2 separate regions of the Mus musculus genome follow, and region 1 is linked to region 2. A link is a contact called in public promoter capture Hi-C data. All regions are on one chromosome and are shown on one strand. Each heading gives the region's core, a stretch centred on a gene start, on an enhancer-like site or on the middle of the called end of the contact. The rest is flanking DNA. Distances are from core to core; before and after follow the strand shown.

Region 1 (3,013 bases), core at 206-2,705, 1.5 Mb before region 2:
CTCGAAAATTCCGAAATCATCATCTAATGCCCATCTTGGCATGAGTCAGGGCAATTTAACATGGTTTGGAATGAACCCAAGAAAGCCCAATCTCAGGCGTGCAACCCTGGACTGTCTTTTGGAAAAACTGAAATATGCTGGCCACGGCCTCCTGTTTTCAGCATTGTTCTCTTGGTGTCCTGATACCCTAAGAATTTTTGTGTCTTTGATGCACAGAGTTCAATAGAAACACTTTCTAAATAGATTAGTCCTGACGATGGTTAATATTTGCTACTTTATTGAATAAGGCACATTTACTTCATAAAATAAAAAAAAGGAAATTCACTTAGCTGCATGTCAGTCACCCAAATTTTGAGTGTACAAATGAAATGGAAAACATTTATTACACAAATTTAATTACAATTCTAGGAAATAAACATGCAAATCAGATGGAGCTCAATCTGCAGGCGCTGATCCTCTCCCCCTGGTTTGCAGTCTGTGCGCCTCCTGGATTCGCAGCGACCAGGCAGTCAGAGGCCTGGATCTTGCAGGCGGGAGGATCACTGCTATAAAGAACTGTGTCACATTCAGCGCATCTGGCATAGTAGCAGTTCTTAACACTTTGCACAGGTGCCTCCCTTCCCCCACCCGCGCTTTGTTACGGTCTACCTCTCTAAACCTCTTCCTTCTTTGCACCAGAAGTGACCTCTTCATGACAGAGGGACCCAGACAGCAGTTATGAATCAATGTGTTTGCGGTTTGTTTGTTTTGCTTTTAAAGAAAAACCCAGCCATGCTTGGTGGCACTTGGTAGACAGAGACATACGGATCTCTAAAAGTTCAAGTCCAGCCTGGTCTACACAGTGAGACCCAGTCTCAAAAACAAAACAATAAAAATCCACACAAAAACTAACTCCAATAGAATCCACTACAAGAAGAGGGGGGGGAAATCACTATTTATAAAATAAAATGACTTGAGCTCCTGTCACAGCCTTTCCACCAAGGGCAAGCTTCTTTATTAGTTTTTGTTTGTTTGTCTGTTTGTTTTTCTTGTAGGTTTCCCCCACGGGGATCCGCACCCAGTAGCTGCCAGTTCACGTGGCCGCAGGATGAGTGCTGCCTTGTTACACCCAGGCTGCTGGGGAAGGGATCGAGCGGGCGGGGGAGCGCAAAGGCTCAGTCCAGCTCTGACATCTGTTTCTCATCTCCGTGTGCTGTACAGAGGGGAAGAAAGTCTTTAGTAAGGGGTGGGAAAGGCACAGATTTTTTTTTTCAAATCACACGCACACACAATAAGAAAACTAAAGCAAAATCTAAAAAATAGACAAGACGTCTGGGCAGGTTGCGATGAACGCTTCGTGCGTTGCAGCCCCTGCCTCCCGCGGGCTGCGCGCGTGGGGTCCGGGCTGCGGGCGGGAGCGGCCCGCGCGGCCCCGAGGGCGGAGGCGGAGCGGGGGCGGAGGCAGGGCGGGCGGGGGCGCGGCGCCCCGCGATCTGGCAGAGCGGAGGGAGGCGGGGAGCGCGCTTGTCAGGTTCCCTCTCGCCCCGGGGGCATCCAGCAGAGCCAGGCTCGGAAATCCGCGGGGAAATGGCAAACAGGATTGACGGGTTTCTCGCGCTCCTCGCCAGACACATCGGCTCATTTCCATAACCGTCTGCGGCGGCGGCGGCGGGACCTGCGGGGACCTCGGCCGCCGCGTACCCGGCCACGCCGACTGGGCCCGGGAGGCGCGTGGGCAGCGGCGGCCGCGCGGAGGACGGCGGCGGCTGGAGCGCGGGGCGCGCGGTAAGAGCCGTGACCCCAGGGCGCGCGGGGGCGGGGAGGGTCGCGCGTGGGGCTAGGGCGCAGCTGGACACAGCGGGGCGCGGGGGCGGCGCGCGCTCTCCGGGGTCGCGCGCCCTTCCCGGGAGCTGCGGCGCGCACGAGGCGACCCGGGCGGTGGGCGAAGACCCCGTGGCGGCGAGTCGGGTTTCCCCGGGTAGCAGGAGGGTCGGCCTGGGGCCAAGAGGGTAGGGAGGAGGGCCTGCGGGGCGCAGGGATGCGCGTTCCGCGGAACAAGGCGCCGCTGCCGGAGCTGACACCTTGTGTCCCCCGCCACCTCCGCGCCCGCCCCTGCTCCTGGCTGCGGGCGGCGCTGTCCTCGGCTCACCTCCCCGCGGGCTGCCAGGCCCACGCCCCCGCCTCTAGCAGTCTCCTCGGCCCCGCAACTTTCCCGAGTGCCGGGCCGCAGGAGCGGGGCACCAAGGTCCACCCCTAGCTCCAGCGGCGCGTACCGCGCGGGCGGCAGCAGCTCGGCGAAGGACCAGGGCAGCTGCGGGCTGGAGTGTGGCCCCGCCAGCCGCTGTGAGTCATAGCCTTGGAATCCCACCTTGGCGTGTATTTCCCATAGAAGGAAACTTGGTTTTTAGAAAGAGCGAATAATGATAGCCCTTATTCTTCAGGAGAGGCACTGGGCTCCAGCACCTTGGAAGACAACTTGCCTTTGTTCCCAGACACTTGGGCTGTTTACTTTTCCCTGCGGCCAGCGGCTAGCCGGACGGTGCCCTCGGTCCAGAAAAGGGCTTAAGGGCAGTGATACCAGTCTCCAGGGTGCGTCTGTTTGAGACCCTGGATAAGGGACCCGTCACACCCCTGTACCCCTCCTAGGGCCTGGACTGAGAATGCTAACCCCAAAGCTCCCAGTGGGAAACCTCTGACCTCCTTAGTCGTGTCCGTCCCCCCCCCCACACACACACACCTGCATTCCCAACCCCCAACACCGACAGAGAACTCTTAGCCTCCTGGGACTGCAGCTGGCCATTGCACTTCCCGGGGCACCACAAGGACCTGAAAAAAAAACAAAACAAAAAAAAACCCGACACCTGTCAGGTTTGGAGCGTTGAAGGGTTTTGTTCTTCCCACCCAGCCCCTCCCTCCACCATTGGTTGAACCAGCCAAACTGTTGAGCTTCTGCCTGGGACCGCCTGGAGACCGTGGGTGGGGAAGTCATTTGGCTCTCCAGGACAGAACACTGCAGTTCTCTGGATTGCAGCGG
Region 2 (3,250 bases), core at 249-2,748:
AGAAATTTCATACAAGTCTTTTCTGTACATCAAACATATTCCCCTTCCATTAATCCCTTTAATTCCCTTGGACAACTTCTTATGCTTAGCTTTTATTTCGCAAATTCTTGATTTAATGTACCTATGTAAAATCTAGGAATCGCAAGCAAAAGGAAACAAGATATTTATGTTTTTGAAACTGGCTTATTCAGCCTAATATGATTATCTCCAGTTGGACCTATTTTCCTACATGTTATTTCGTTCTTTATGGTGGAAAAATATGTGTATACACACCATATTTCCGTTATACATTCTTCTGTTGTTATATAATTTGGTTAAGCAAATGTTTTGAGTGTAGGTTTAGAACTCTACTTTTGCATACTTCTCGATCCTCCTCAAGCATTAGGCCAGCCTACTTAACCTCCGTTTTTATGTCAAAAGGAAAAGGTGTGGGACTTGCAGAAGAGACTGCAGAGCAAAGGGGGCACTATGGGCAGGCGGGATCACTTTCTGTTGAAGCATCATACGGATGCCCAAAGCTAACATGAGCAGTTCTTGGCTTTAAATATAAAACTTAGACGGAATCTCTTAGGAAGAGATTCCCCAAATCAGCTAATCTGAACTTGACTACAGATGACTGAAGGGCCTCAGCAGAAGAGGTTAAACTTGGGCTAAGTTCGAAACGGGAAACTTCTTTTCAGAGGGCCTAGACTTGCAGAGCTCTCTGAAGTGGTAGAGACGAGCTTGCCCAAACCCCACGCGAGATCAGCGATCAGCGAACCGCGGCGCCAAGACCTCGGGAGCTACAAATGGACTCCCCAACCACCAATTACGCGGTTTAGGACCGGAGAGGAGAAGGCCCGCCCAAGAACGTAGCCCCGCGCTCCGATTGGACAAGCTCATTTCTCTCCCGGGGCTCCTTCGCCTGTCAATCACGTTGCTCTGACACGACCTTGGCCCCGCCCCCGTTCGACTGACGCAATGCTTGGTGTTCTTGGGCACCCCGGCCCTCGCTTCATGTTCTCATTGGTAAGCAGGGCGCAAAGAGAGGGAGGACGCTCTTCTGCTTTCTGAGCTGCCTGTGTAGTTTCCCTCTTAACGCGCTGTCTGGAGAACAATCCCAGCCTGGAGCCTAGCGCAGGCGTACACAAGAGCCGACAGCGGCGCGGCGTTTCCCCTTTCTCCCTCCCGAGAGCTTTCCTTTACAGTTGTGACGCACAAGGCACCCCGCTCACTGCCTTCACTTGCGATTGGTTGTGGCCCGCGTCTGTCACGTAGCCCCTCCCTCCCACCCAGCTATGGACTCTTGATAGACAGCCGGGAGGCCACGCCCCCACCCCCGTCTGCCGCTTAGCCCTGCGATTGGCCGAGGGCACTGGCATGCTTTCCCGCCCCGGCCCCCTCCGGAGACTCCGGAGGCTAGTGGGACCCCGCGGAAGTTGTCAGTCAAACTCCTTCCTCCACCCCCCGCGAGGACCTCCCCCGGGCCGCGGGAGCGCGCACGCACGCGCACCGAGTCCCCCCTCACCCGAACCAGCCACCCTCTCAAGTTGTAGCAGTTGCTTCCCGGGCGTGCTCCGTGGGCGGCCGGTGGGCGCGGGAGGCTGAGCGAGGGCGACGCTCCAGGGATCCAAGGATCCAAGGATCGGGGTACGGGTGGCCGCCCCGGGCGATGAGGGGCCATCGCTGACAGGAGAACGAGCGCTCGGCAGCGGCTCGCGCGGACCCGCGATGGAAGCGCCCCGGGAGGAGGCTCCCGGCCGGGCGGACAGCGCGGGCGGCAGCCGCTGAAGACCTGTCCGGACTCCGCGCGCTAAGGGGCCGCGAGGCGCGCCCGGCGTCCGCACCCGCGCGCTCGCCCCAGCCGTCCAAACTTCGGGCTCGCCTCCGCCCGCCCTCGTCGCCGGGCGTCAGCAACTTGTGCGGCCCGCGCGCCCCCGCCCTCCCCTCCGCCAGCCCCGGGAGGCGGCCGCGCGGCGCGGGGATGCGGCCGTGAGGCGCTGTCGGGTGAGGAGCAGCTCGCGGAGCGCGAGGGCGGCGCGGCCGGGGCCCGGGGCGCAGGGGCGCAGGCCCGCCGTGCCCGTCCCCCGCCGATTGCCCGGGCCAGCCGCCGCGGGAGGCGCCGATCGCCCGGGTCGCCGAGATGTCGTCGCCGTCGCCGCCCGCACCAGTTGCCTGCGCCGCCATCTCGGCCTCGGAGAAAGTGGACGGCTTCACCCGGAAATCGGTGCGCAAGGCGCAGAGGCAGAAGCGCTCTCAGGGCTCGTCGCAGTTCCGCAGCCAGGGCAGCCAGGCGGAGCTGCACCCCCTGCCCCAGCTCAAAGGTAACCCCCGGCCGCCCCTGGCCCGCGCTCCCGGGGCAAGCCCTACTCCCCTTCCCACCTGCGCGCTTGCCCCGCCTGCCCTTGCCTTGGCGATTTCAGGGTCCCCAGAGGTACCTGCGCTCCCTTCCCTCGTCCAGTCTTTCGACTCCCTGCCTCGCTGAGCCTCAACCCTGGTTTTCTCCAAGCTTAGCTAGTTCTTCTCTTTCTCTGTTTGTCCCTCAGTTGTCACATCCAGGGTCCAAACAAACTGCTGCCGAGTTAGCTGGCCTTTAGACGTAGCTATATAGAACTAGCTTAAAACCGGGACCAGGTGACAGATCTTACTGTCTCGTTAGACGTAAATGTTATACCTCAGAAGACCTCGATTGTCTTTGGAGAGGTTATGAAGGAAGAGTAATTTCTTTGCCGTGGAACGGGAACTTGGTTAGCGCGGCTATGCTTCCAAGGACTTTGTAAGGTTTTGTAAGTAATTCAGATTGGTATCCGTGCCTAATGCCTCGCAGGAGTGCTTGGCACTCCTTTTGGCTCTCTTTTCTCACCCGGTTTGGAGGCTTTTCATGAGTTGTTTACTGGCGTTCTTGCTTATTCTTTGAGAATTACTGGCTTTTAATTTAATAATTTTACGTCTTTGCATTTTATGAGCTAGATGTCATTAATGGAAAAGATGTTTATGTTCCTAGATATTTAAGAAATTCTTTGCAACCTGATAGAAACCTAGAGAATGAGTCACAAGGCCAAGAAATAAAAGAAAGGCTCATGCCAAAATAGATAAATGATCAGCAGATTTTTCAATTCTTTTGACAAAGATCCAGCATCCCTTTCAAGGCCAATCTGGTTGTGATTTGTCTTTGAGTCTATGAATCCTGACTTAGTTTGGCAAGGAGTGTAAAGAAAACCCTAGATCAAATCAACAGTTGACCAGCAACAGCTTGGAACCCCATTTAAAC

Evidence for each region. Promoter capture Hi-C pulls out the DNA fragments that hold promoters and counts their contacts.
Region 1: a contact with region 2 is called in a promoter capture Hi-C map of pre-B cells, with 3 times the contacts expected there. The contact joins the promoter of Sertad4 here to the promoter of Ppp2r5a in region 2. A contact is called at or near these places in 2 of 39 promoter capture datasets (cranial neural crest and pre-B cells).

The regions. Positions count from the first base shown.
Region 1 is chr1:192,854,194-192,857,206 of GRCm38.p6, reverse strand. Sertad4 (SERTA domain containing 4) reads left to right here and starts at 1,455. Exons shown (of 4, transcript NM_198247.2): 1 at 1,455-1,764. Gm15867 (predicted gene 15867) reads right to left here and starts at 2,279. Exons shown (of 2, transcript NR_131748.1): 1 at 2,129-2,279; 2 at 351-1,192.
Region 2 is chr1:191,395,289-191,398,538 of GRCm38.p6, reverse strand. Ppp2r5a (protein phosphatase 2, regulatory subunit B', alpha) reads left to right here and starts at 1,498. Exons shown (of 13, transcript NM_144880.4): 1 at 1,498-2,303. The coding sequence starts at 2,123.